2 separate regions of the Bombyx mori genome follow, and region 1 is linked to region 2. A link is a contact called in public Hi-C data. All regions are on one chromosome and are shown on one strand. The core of a region is the stretch at or near the end of the contact, and the rest is flanking DNA. Distances in the headings are between cores, read along the strand shown. Region 1 overlaps LOC134199745 (a long non-coding RNA gene). Region 2 overlaps LOC134199745 (a long non-coding RNA gene).

The links. A called contact is a pair of places that touch in the nucleus more often than the background predicts.
Region 1: a Hi-C map of whole pupa shows a contact between it and region 2, with 3 times the contacts expected there. The contact joins two enhancer-like sites. A contact is called at or near these places in 3 of 7 Hi-C or Micro-C datasets (midgut and whole pupa).

The regions. Positions count from the first base shown.
Region 1 is chr11:18,713,076-18,719,878 of ASM3026992v2, forward strand. The region is part of intron 2 of LOC134199745 (a long non-coding RNA gene); the gene reads left to right. Among protein-coding and RNA genes, the nearest start is that of LOC134199745, 72 kb to the left of the region's middle. Within about 2 kb of position 3,251, at least 5 of the 8 cell types and tissues checked have open chromatin away from gene starts, as enhancers often do.
Region 2 is chr11:18,653,986-18,660,700 of ASM3026992v2, forward strand. The region is part of intron 2 of LOC134199745 (a long non-coding RNA gene); the gene reads left to right. Among protein-coding and RNA genes, the nearest start is that of LOC134199745, 13 kb to the left of the region's middle. Within about 2 kb of position 2,071, at least 4 of the 8 cell types and tissues checked have open chromatin away from gene starts, as enhancers often do.

The DNA.
Region 1 (6,803 bases), core at 2,001-4,500, 60 kb after region 2:
TAGCTTCAAAGATGATTTTCGTCGTTTTGTACTCATTTTTGGACTATTCAAAGACATCTTGATGTCAACAATAAATCAGTAAATTCTCTCTTCCAGAATGAGCGAAAATTATTAAATTAAGTTCAACATTATTATTACACTAAACGAATTTTTGTCACAATTAAATTCATTTAACACTAGCTGACCCGGCAGACTTCTTAGTGCCTCAATCGATAAATAAAAAACCTAAACTTTTGTATAAAATAAACTTAAATCATACACATCAAAGGAAAAACAAAATTGTTATTTTTATTTAATACCAAGCATTCTCATATTTATTTACTTTTTAAACCTTCTCTGGACTTCCACAAATAATTCAAGACCAAAATTAGCCAAATCGTTCCAGCCGTTCTCGAGTTTTAGCGAGACTAACGAACAGCAATTCATTTTTATATATATAGATTAGATTAATAACATTTCTTCGTAAGGATACGATGTTGTTTGAACGGAAATTGCCAAACACAACAAAACGGGTATCATGAATTGGCCTCTCAATTCAAAATAGTAATCACGAAAAAGCTTTAGATTTACATGGATCCCGACGCGAGGCCCAACGTTTTCTGTGAGCATGTGGCCACTTAAATCTAATCAATGAACAGGTATAGTAGTAGGTACTGAGCCCTTGTCAATGAAGCGCTCAGAAGGGTCACATCTACAAGTGTAAATAGTAAGAATTTATTTCGCGCTGTTTTCGTATAATTTTAGTATTCTTAGAACGAGTCTCGTGTGTTGTGTCATGCGAATAGTCGAAAAGAGTCCTCACTCGAAATGACATTTCTTTTTGTTTGTTGTCAAATCACTACATAGTATAAAACAAAGTCGCTTTCTCTGTCCCTATATCCCTATGTATGCTTAAATCTTTGAAACTACGCAATCGATTTTGATGCAGTTGTTTTTAATAGATAGAGTGATTGAAGAGGAAGGTTTGTATGTATAATAACATTCATTAAATAGTGGAGTAATCAATAATAAATTACAGTTTACGCAGCGAAGCGAGGGCGGGTGGCTAGTATTATTATAAAAGGGTAAAACATTGCGTTAAATACGTAGAAATATATGGCTTCTTTTTGTATAACATCGTGTTTATTATGTTTTTGTTTCCTAATGAGCTTATCACATTATTTATTAACTTACGTGTAAGACTGGTTTTTGAATTGAGTTTTTCTTGAATAATTTATATATGTAAGTAAATAATCTAGACTTGAAAAAGAGCGGTTATAACTTCCATCGCCGATCGCTTAACATTCAATACGTTATCCTTGGCTTTGAAACCACCTGTACAATGCAGTTTCGTTATGTTATGCAATAATTACATAATAACACGTCACAGACTTAACGCAAATATTGAATATGCATTAATTGCAACACATGTGAGTACAGTAAAGTAATTGTTTGCTACGAGCGAAGCATGAGTATGACTCACGTTCGTGTTGTAAAGCACGCGTTTACGCCGTGACCCTTCTGTTTTCTTCCTCATTTTGGCGTACCGTCGGGTCGATGCCAAGGGCGACAGACAATGTGACTTCCATTCGCCTTTGGCCAGAGGTAAACAAACTAAGCGTTCGCATTACCGAATGTTGCGCGAATACGCTGCGTAAAAGAGTTTATTAATTAAAACGTACGGTAATGACTCGTCTCGAAATGCGCAGGCCTAAGTTGTCGTTAAGAGACTTCTGTAAGCGGACTTTTTTATGAATGACTAATTTTACTAGTGGTAAGACCTCACGTGAGTCCGCACGGGTAGGTACCACCACTCCGCCTATTTCTGCCGTGAAGCAGTAATGCGTTTCGGTTTGAAGGGCGGGGCAGCCGTTGTAACTATACTGATACCTTAGAACTTATATCTCAAAGTGGGTAGCGCATTTGCGTTGTAAATGTCTATGAGCTCCAGTAACCACTTAACACCAGGTGGGCTGTGAGCTCGTCCACCCATCTAAGCAATAAAATAATAATAATTATTGAAGTGAAACTTCCTTATCGGCGTTGGAAAAAAATTTACCGTCACATTTTTCGGTTACGCGTCACATTTTTCCGTTACGCGCCATCTGTTTTGTATTCATGTCTATGATAATAAAATCCTTTTGTTTAAACTTTATCTAATTTAACTTTTTTGTATTCATGTCTATGATAATAAAATCCTTTTGTTTAAACTTTATCTAATTTAACTTTATTTAACCAATTTCTAGAAAGTTGCATGTAGATCATTTTTCGAAAAATAAGGCCATAAATAAGTTTCACTTCTTACGTGTGTACACTAGTACACGCACACATTTTTTTATTATTATAAATGGTCTTTTGCCGAAATGGTTACGCACCAGCGGATTTCGTTGTTAATTTAGAAACACAAAGTTTGAATAAGGACTAAATTACACTGGGAGTTTATCGAATAAAAATGAAGGAAATTTTAGGAAAGAGCATTTGTAATCGCCTAATGCAAACAAACGTTACGAGTTTCGCGCTCGTAAGGAGTTTTGTTTTTTTAACATCTTCAAAATGTTCTTACCTATTCGAAACTTAAAGGGCTATTCCTACTAAGTCTGGACGGGTAAGTAAGCTCACGGGTTCAACCTGAGTGAATTTGCTAACACTAGGCTCTAGCAAGAGCAGTGTTTTCCAGAATCTAACACCGTGTCGAACCACTGGGAAGATCCAGCTAGAATTATCATCTTGATCATCTTGATCATCATTCTGTCATCGAAATTTGTCATCGAAGTCTGACAGAACTATATTTATATTATACATATGCTGTTATGTCCTGACTGTATTTATTCAACTTGTTGATCTAAAGTAGATCTAAAATAGCGATAATTTTATCAGCTTTGGTTCATTACACTTGTCTATTTCTCCACAAGCATTCTAGGATCTTCTGTGTGTTAAAGGAAATTTGCAAAATTATCTCAAAGCAAGTCCAATGAAAATGTGTATTTTCAATTTGTCTCTGGGTCGAAACGATCGCCACGCCCATCGTAATTAATTCGTTACCAAACGAACCAAAAGGTTTTGCGAACCATACCGTAAATGCCGCCGTTTAATTTAGTTGATATTATTATAATAATATTTCGATCTGTAACTGGAAACATCCGGTTTCTGAGACGGATTATTTCGGGTGGTTTCGAACCGGTTGTGTGCCTACTCAATTATACATCCGATCCATGTGAACTTGACATTGGCATCGTTAATGCCTAGCGGTGACGCAATCCGGAGTCCGACACATCGGGCGGCACTCGGTATTCAGTGGTGGTGCATATCATTGACCTTTTTGGCCGTCTGATGTACGCGTAAGTGTGTGAGGTATTCGAAATATGTTAGTACATAAATAAAACCACTTGCTTGTGTCCTTATAGAGATGTTTTGATGCTTGTTTGGGTGACGTGTGGGTGCAGCGAGGATGCGAATAAATAAAATCAAACACAAATAAATATTAACCGATCAGGGCGTCCTTTTTTTTGCAACTTTAAATAATAAAAGTTTTGTTTTTTTCGCGACTTAACATCCTGCGAACCGTTTTGATACATAAACATAATCCGATGGGAGAGCGTATGATTTGAAATACTGCGATATCGTCGTCCATAAATATTTGGGAGAACAAATAACGTGGAATTCATATTTATTTACGAATACATAGTCAATATTATTACAATTTTGTTTAACTACATTATCGATGTTGATAAAATATTCATGATAACATTTCACGTGTCGTATATCAATGGCTGATTTTCTGTGTATTTTGTTCCATTTATCTTCTCGATACATGTATTATCATTGTTTATGACTTATTACACTATTTAGCCACTATTCCTTCTATCCTTGCTGACTTTATCTAAACGTTTGATTGTTACGCTAATCTATTTACTACCATAATGCGAGCTTTATAGTAATGTATTATAATTTCCGAAGTCACTCTTTATCCTACGATAATTCGTGTATAAATTTTTCCGGTATTTAGTAGATCTAACGAGGAAAGTGGCATTGGATTGGTCACATATTGAGAAAGCCCGATACCCACCTATCAAAAGTCTGGCAAAAGAAAGAGAGGCCGCCCCAGAACAGCTTGGCGTCGCTCGGTGGAACAGGAGCTAGGCGTCTTGGGCATGACGTGGAAGGAGCTAGAACAGACTATCCAAGACCGATGTAAATGGAAGGATTTGATTCGAGCCCTACACCCCAGCAAAGGGTAATAGGAAAGAATGAAGAATGATGATGAACGAACGATAGATATCGAATATCTTCTACCTATACCCAATTAGTACCTAGTATTTGCTAGAGGGTAGTTACGAAAGGAGTATCACATTTCCGTGTCCATATTTCTTGTTCCCGTCACGCGACCGCTCCTATAAATTTCGACCCCATTTACAGTCTTGAGTTGCATTATCTATGCGCATTGTTTATTGTTAGTGCTGCTCAATTTTACGACTTGCGAAATATTGTTTATGGCATTTCTTGGGATTAGGTCCGTGAGTTAATGCCAGGATAAACAGGATACCTTGCGCCACCGGATTTTTGTTTACTTTTACGCTTTATTCATAATGTTATTGAACGTAGGGTTCTGATTCAGCTTCGTAAATAATTTCCTGATATCGATAAACTTAAAAAAAAATGCTTGAATTTCTTTTGACTTCTTATTTTGAAATAGGTTACAAATCATTTTGTCGAGCGTTCGTTGATATATCGATCGTTGATATACATACATATTTTTTGCTTACTTATGCTGGTAACCTGAGCGATTATACTAGGTTCACCGAACGTGTAGGTGAGCTCACGGGGCTCAGCAAAGCGAATTTGCTAATACCAGCCCAAGGAAAGCCAGCGCTTTGCTGAATCTACCACAGGATCGGAATCGCGACCCATTGAGATTTTCCGGATATAAACTTAGTGGGCTTACATACATAATGTACAAATGTAACTAAAGAGAAAAATTGGTTTTGAAATGATTGCAAAAAGCTTAAACGTTCGTTACCATTACAGGAGGTGGGCGGTATTAAAAACTTAGCTTTCTTACAATCTTCTTACTTTTTTTTGCCTACCCACTGCGTTCAATCATCTTAGCAATATAAAAAAAAAATCTAATTAAAACGTTTATTTGTTTAACCTGTACTAAAAATTTTAAATTGTACCAGTCAATTATCGTAAGTCATTAAGTTCCTAGACCTTTCTGCCTATCTAAGCTATACATTTAAGGGATGCGATGAAAATTTCCGAATCGAAGTCAATTTGTATTAAAACGAAACCAAAGAAGTGAGGTACCACGCAGCACCAAACGTGACAGGCATTACGTTAATACTTATTTTATTGTAGTTTTTCATCAGCCCCATGTACATAATTCTAATTTTCTCATGCTAAATCCAGTCACGTGTGTATGCCGAAATTCGTATTTTTTTGTTACCTAGGTTTCTGCGTATTAAGGTTCAGTGAACTCAGGCCACCTCGGTGGCGCCCTCTAGTAGAATTAGATTGTACAAATAAAGTTGGACAAGCGGGCGCGTGTTTTTTGGGCGATTCGCGCATAAGTCGAAATTAAGTTAATGCATGTAACATTATTCAAGATGTTTTTTTTCTTGAATGTATCGGTTACAAACAGCTGAGCTCTCGGCTCGTAACTTATCATAAGAATCTATCTACCCTCATTTGAGTCTCGGTTCTCTAGAACAAGTCCTCCTCGCAATTAGCAGTCTAATAGCGGTATAACAGATAAAAGAAACCCGGTAAAAACTGGATTGGCGATAAGTTTACATGTATCCAAGTTCTGAACGGCCACATCAGTGTACCGAGCAATGACACCCACTCGGTGGTAGATCTTGCCTACGTCGTCCTCTATAACGTTCTCTTCTCTGACCACACAGTACGACACGGCTTTGAGCTCGATGGATCGATATCCAAATAACCCTGTAGCTACTACGTTAAATGAAACTAATTTTCTTTCATCCAATTTGCGAAAATATTCCTCGAAATTTAGCAAGCAAGTTACGAAAAACTTTGTTTGTATTAAAAATGTAAATGAATATTTTATGTATAAGGTGTCTCGTGAAGGATGGAGTTCACAGAATTTATTACATTTTGTTTTCGTAATCATCATTGAAACCCCAAAAAAACTACAATAATAAATTACTATAGAACCTAGAAAATAGAATCACTAAATGTATGATTCGTTTTATTTGTGTGTTAAACTCTAAACCATATCTTATTTAATCTAATCTAAAAAAGTTAGATTTATAGCACGTAACTACGGGCATGGAAAAGCCGAAGCAATAGTGTAAATATGTATATACTATCTGTAAAACTATTTATTGTATTGTGTTGTTAGTAAAAAGATCACAACCGTTAAGTGGTTCCCGGAGTCTATAGATGTGAATGTCTATGCGAAGGTGACCTTGAGACACGAGGCATCAATTGTTTTTCTGGTTTGCTCACACACCTGAGTGTTTCGGGGCAGAAATAGGCTAGATAGTGGATACCAGTTTTACTGGTGGTAGGACCTCTTGTGAGTCCGCACGGGTAGGTACCACCACCCCGCCTATTTCTGCCGTGAAGCAGTAATGCGTTTCGGTTTGAAGGGTGGGGCAGCCGTTGTAACTATACTGAGACCTTAGAACTTATATCTCAAGGTGGGTGGCGCATTTACGTTGTAGATGTGTATGGGCTCCAGTAACCACTTAACACCAGGTAAGCTGTGAGCTCGTCCACACAACTAAGCAATAAAAAATAAAAAACCCGTTCGAGCTTGCAACACGCTTTGCCAATTTGGTTATCTTTGCGAATACGATCAA
Region 2 (6,715 bases), core at 821-3,320:
GTCATATGTTATTACCGTCGTTACGAATACTTGAGATTTCATGGTCGCGGACCACTAAGTTTTGTGTTATTGGTTGACAATCCAAACGTATAAAGCAAACTAGCCGTACTCGCCCGCTTCGCTGGGCATTTAAAATTAACATTATTATTTATTGTCATTATTATTAGGGAGTCCAACACTCATATAAATATTAGCCTATCCTTTAAGTATATGTATTTTCTACAATGGATACCAAGTTTGAAGTCAATCGGATGCATGGTTCAGTAGTTATAACGGAACATCCGTAAAAACCACTGTAGATTTATAAATTAGTATAGGATATGTCGCGGGAAAATGCTTGCTAATTCCATTGTGCATTTCAATATCTCATTGGATTTAAATTCGTTCGTGTTTTTTCTAGTCAAAACTTGATGAATTACCATCGTAAGCTTTCTCTTATTCGGGGTTTGACTGATTTAATTCGTCCTTAGGCATAAAAACTGCAAGCGCTGCAGCTTGCGTTCGAAAAGAATAGAATCGGTTCCTTCTCATGAAAAAAAGAAAAGAAACGCTCCCAATTTTTTTTTCATTGCTCGAATAATTGAATCTTACCTTTTCTGTGTGAAGTTTGCGTCACCTGCTTTTCGGGGGCTCGGAAAAAAATCGGATCCCCATACGTTACGCGTCTTGTTACGTCAATGTATCATCCGTCTTTTATTCTACCGTGGTGAGCATTGTCTGACTGAATTTCGCCACGGGCGCCGTTTTCCAAGCAATTATGAGCCCTTGTTTGTATTTGATCAGTAATGATTTACGATTGCACTCGCGAGGCGGTTACGTCGTTTCGTAATCTAGATTGGTTTGCGTCTTCCCGCCAGGTGCGACTTGCAGAACGTTTTTTTTTTTTTGAATTGCATTGTAAACGGCTTCTTAACACAATCAATGCAAGATCCGCGTAAAATCGTGTTCTTAAGGGGAGCTTATAGAATCGAAAAAAAAAAAAATACGCTTAATATAGTCTATGCAGAGTTTGAATAAGCCAGACGCGGTCGCGTGCCAACTTAGCTTGGTTGTTAATAAGTTTTTTTAATTGGTTTCCGTCTACGAAACGCCGTGACTCGATCGTGACGGACCGGCCCGTGAACTCGGCTACGTGATGTTGCTTAAGAATCGTCTTCATTGATTATTTAATCGATTTTGAATAGTAAATGTCCGATTAAAAATTCTCCGTACATTTTCTTTTACTGTTCGTGTCTGTATTACGGAATGCCTATTGGTTCCCCTAGTCAGAACACATGTCCGTATTATGTAGATCACATTAAAGTTTACTTATCTGGAAAATATATAATTTTAGAATAAAGGTAACTTAAAAGAACACACGCAGAGACTAAATTAGAAATATTAAAAAAAAGAGTTAAAGTAATTTTGTTAAAAGCGAAAACGATTTTTTTTCCTTTCCGCAGTAGTGCAATAGAATTGGCGCGCTTTTATAAATTTCCCGGGTTCCGGTAAAAAAAATTTTTTTATCAAGACACTGACTTAAGCTATTCTGCAAGCAAAGTAAAGAAAATAGTGATGGGTTGAAACCCTTTGAAAACAGATCCGTTGACTTTAATCATAAAAATAATAGCCAACAACTGACTAACTACCATTAAAATTATTCTTGGCGTTCCCGCCAAGTGGTATTTGTCTTTTTCGTCGAGTATACCTAATATGAATGCGAACAAACGAACGAATAAGAAGACATGAGGTCAAAATTTCAGTAACATTGAAAAAACGCTGTGTCATCCACCAACCTAACTCCCTCACTCACAACCCGGAACGGATTTAATACATTGCAATAAGAAATATACAACCTTAAAGGTATATTATTCATGAGCAATTGAAAAAATAAACACCATTAGCGCTCCGAAAGGATATCGCGTGCCGTTGTAAATAAATCAAACAAGTAATTCAAAAGAACTAAAAATCTAATTAGCATAATAATAAATTAATCCGTATATTTTTTTCCCATCGGCAGCCATATTGGCGTTCGCGTCCGTTATGTATTTAATGCAGGAATCGTTAATGCCGCGCTTGTTCTTTGAATATTTTAGAGTGCACGTCGCGCATGCTCTAGCGCAACGCTCCGTTCGGGAGAAACTCGACACTAGGGCTGTGAAATGCTCGATGAAATAAATCGATTTTTCATATCGGGCTTACCTGAGCGGGGTCACTCTTTTGTGGCTTTAGACTTCAGATGCTTTGTAAGGGCATACAGGTGTAGAACATCGGAGGTTTCTGATTAGCTCTAATGACTTTTTTCGAAACTAATCGTTGGTACAACTCGCGGATATTTTTTTCCTACTAAGCTGGTAGGTAGCCTTGAGAGGTTATTTCAGAGTAAACTTAACTAGTAGGTGAGCTCACGGGGCTCAAACCTGACGACGTTGCTAACACGAACACTAGCAAGAACCGTGCTTCGCAGAATCTACCATTGGATCGGAAACGCGACCCACTGAGAAGATCCGGCGAGAAACTCAGTGGGCTGTGTCTGTGGGTTAATTTACTCGTCGAGCCCTTCGTCGCAGGCGACGCGACGGGTTCGACGAGAACGATGACCGGTACTTGAGGTGGCGGACCGGACCAATGACCAGTCTTATAAGCAGACAATACGAAAAGATCCAGACAAAAAGTTTCATACACTTCAAATATGCAGTAACTAAATTCAAAAACAAAAAGAAAACTTGTTTACTTTGTAATTAAATTTTGGTGCGAACTCTGGTAACCGCTTAAAACCAGACGAGCCATTCGTCTGCTCATCAGCGTCTACAGAAAACGACTCAAGTTAAATTTGGATAAATTTGGATAAACAGGTTTATTCCAACAGAATCTGTTCTCAAAAACAGATGTTTTTGTTCAGGTAGCGCACGGCATGCCCCTACTACATACTAGCCGCGATGCTCGATGGTAACTCATAAGGAAAAAACTTTTTAATTAGCCATTGTGATAAGATTATGAGTTTCCCTTGCGCAACGCGTTTTATGTTCGTTCGTTTCGGTTTACAAAATATAATAACAATAAAATATTACCGACACACAAATATAATATTATAATTTTCGACGCCGTAATGAGATCAGTTAGGTGTGTTAATTAATGTTTCATCGTACTCATCAAACGAGTAGAGAGGTATTAAAATACTTGTGAAATAGTATACTCTCTGCGGTTCGTAGGAGTCGTAGACAATATTAATACTATTCATCAATTTAAATAATGAAAACTGTAAAGTATTTGAAAAGTTGGAAAAGATTACAATAAAAAAAGCGAAATTAAAAAACTCTGTAATCTACTAAAAGACCTCGGCGTGTTTAAGAACTTCTATAAATTTGATACTTGAACGAACATCTGCAGCATGAAGGTGAGCGTAATGCGCATTGATAGTGAAACCTTCAACCTATAACAGGGTCGCAAGTTCCCTAGCTTACTTCGTATAAATTTCTCTCACTGCAACACGATAGACCCGGCACCCAACTGTGAATACATGGATTGCTACGCAAGAGTCAGTCGTCGTCGACCCCCTAGACACGTTCTTACGGATTCATCAGATCCAGTAACTCTTGCATTAGACGCGTTCAGCTCTAACACTAAGAGCAGGCTTAGGGTCTCTGGTATACCGTACTTGTCGAGTACCGTAAGAGTTCGACGTGCAACCTAATCCATACATCAGCCCGCCGAGTTTCTCGCCGGATCTTCGCAGCCGGTCGCGATTCCGATCCGGCAGTAGATGTATTCGCGAAGCAGCTGCCCTTGAGGTGATAAGTCTCCTTCGGAGGCGCTCGGGCAGATGTTAGCAAATCCCTCCTGCCTGAGCCCATGCTCGCCCACCTGTCCTGGTGAAACTGGAAAAGTCTTCGGAACACCAGTAATCCTTCCTTCATAAAAACAAAACAGTAGTTTTCATTACACTCATTTTAGCTGAAAGTATTTACTTTTGACATAGTGTTTAAACGTCTTTCGATGCGCACATTAAAAACACTAGACCTAACCTAAGACTATATCTAAAAGGTTATTCTTTATTTTAGTGGGGGCGGTCAGTTAATTATTTCCCTCAAACAAGGCTTAGGATAATTATTTTACGGCCGGCAACAGCGTGACGCTGACGTTGCCGATATCAATCAAGTAGGGTGGCGTTATCGCTATCGAAGGAGATTTTCTTAATTGCGTTAGGGCAGGTTGTGACCTCGTGGAAATGGTTGAACCGGCCGCGATTTTTTTCGCCGCAAAACAATGATATATACAGATATTGTAATACGACTAAGATAGTCTGTCTCAAAATGGGCTCGATATGTTCACACTTGTGAATTGGCTGTGTGCTGTCATCTAGAACAGTACCGTCTGCTCCCGGATTTCACAAAATTCGACAATGAGATTCAACGGATAATAGGTAGCAACGTTCCCTGATTGTTATACCAGTGTACTGTGGTTCGGTATTTACCACGAGCTTATTCATCCATTAACGATATAAATAAATAGAACCCCACTAAACACTGACCACCAAAAGCCCTACTAGACAAAAGGCACTTTACCTTTTGTCTAGATTCTGAACAGATTGAAAAAAAAAAACATTTTTCTTCTCTCATAATTACATCGGTAATATACAAACAGTCTCGTATACTACAAAAATGAATACGATAGTAATTTATAACATTAAAAAAGATTTGTTGCAGTGCATTAAGTTCGCGTGCGCGTGCATTCGCGTCGGTGTTGCCATAGTTTCGTCTATTTACTAGATATTACAGCAGCTGATTGGTGTTGCTAGTATTTTAATTTCATATTGACTTGTGGCTTATGCAGGTACGGATTTTAATGAAAGTTTTGTCGATTTGCAAAAGTAAATTTGCAAAAAAAAATCAAGATTTTAATTTAAGTACCTGCCGTTGGGTTTTGGGATGATATCAATTTACTTATTATATATAATTTGATTCTCCTATAATTTAAATTTTAAGAGTTTTTATTTCATTTTCATTGTATTATTTCCGATATCTCAAATACTTTAGAATTGACATACTTAGTCACGAATGACTGAATGACGTATTATTTGCCGACGTTTAAATATTGTGCTTATATTTTTCATTAATAGATATTCCTTACACTTCGATGTTTCGCTCGATTCTGAAATTTAGTTGATACTGGCTCTCAATCTGGTACTTAATGTACAAATTGTTTTTTTGTGAAAATTATAGTTAGGCAAAAAATATAAGCTTACATTTAGGTTGGTCTTTGTAATATACATATCGTTGTAATTAGAAATCTGAATTCTGAAAACGTACCACAGTGATTCTCAACCTTTTTTTGTCAACTTTTTTAAATCATTATATGGTTAAATAATTATTTCAAAATTTCACGAAATTCTAAATGAGAGGACAACTTTAAGTTGAGTTTTAGGTGGTTTGCTTGCTCTGTACTACCTATAATATACACTGTTACTACAATACTAATTTACCTATATATAATCACTAACGTACATAAAATTCGCGAAAAATTCAAGGTCAGTCAAGCAAGCACACATACGCGCTCAATTACACTTCCTAAATTTGATAACAACTGAATTAAATTAAAACGCTATTCTCTTTTAAGTTCGACGGCCTTTTGAAGGTGCTTCTTGGTAATTAGACAGTATTTTCGGATTAGAATAACGTTATCGTTAATTGATAAGAGCTGGGTGTCCTTGGCGTAATCTTGAACACATCTAAGCATCACGCTAGACGTGACTCGTGATGTTGGACCTGGTATTTTATGTATCGTGTACATCGTTAATTACGCATATTCGAAACATTAACAGAATCAACCTGTTGAATTCTATAACCAATTATAGCTATGTTAACTGTTGGTAGGACCTCTTGGGAGTCCGCACGGGTAGGTACCATCACCCCGCCTATTTCCGCCGTGAAGCAGTAATGCGTTTCGGTTTGAAGGGTGGGGCAGCCGTTGTGACTATACTGAGACCTTAGAACTATATCTCAAGGTGTGTGGCGCATTTACGTTGTAGATGTCTATGGGCTCCAGTAACCACTTAACACCAGGTGGGCTGTGAGCTCGTCCACACATCTAAGCAATAAAAAAAAAAAAAAAAAAAGCACACATACGCGCTCAATTACACTTCCTAAATTTGATAACAACTGAATTAAATTAAAACGCTATTCTCTTTTAAGGTCGACGGCCTTTTGAAGGTGGTTCTTGGTAATTAGACAGTATTTTCGGATTAGAATAACGTTATCATTAGTTGATAAGAGCTGGGTGTCCTTGGCGTAATCTTGAACACATCTAAGCATCACGCTAGACGTGACTCGCGTGATGTTGGACCTCGTATTATATGTATCGTGTACATTGTTAATTACGCATATTCGAAACATTAACAGAATCAACCTGTTCAATTCTGTAACCAATTATAGCTATGTTAACTGTGCATATTCATGTTCTGGAAGTTACTGCGGAAAATGACTTTGAGAGCGGATTGCTTCAGTTTTTTTTTTCCTATTTATTCGCTGGTAGCCTAAGAGGCTATTTCAGCTACGCGTAGACGTTAGGTGGGCTCACGGGCTCAACCTGAAGAATTTGCTAACACTAGCTCTAGCAAGAGTAGTGCTTCGCAGAATCTACCACAGGATTAGAATGGCGACCCACACAGAAGATCTGGCAATTTTTCTTGTCTTGTGTCTCTCAATGTCGACTGAAATGCTTAGGTTTTTGTGGTGCG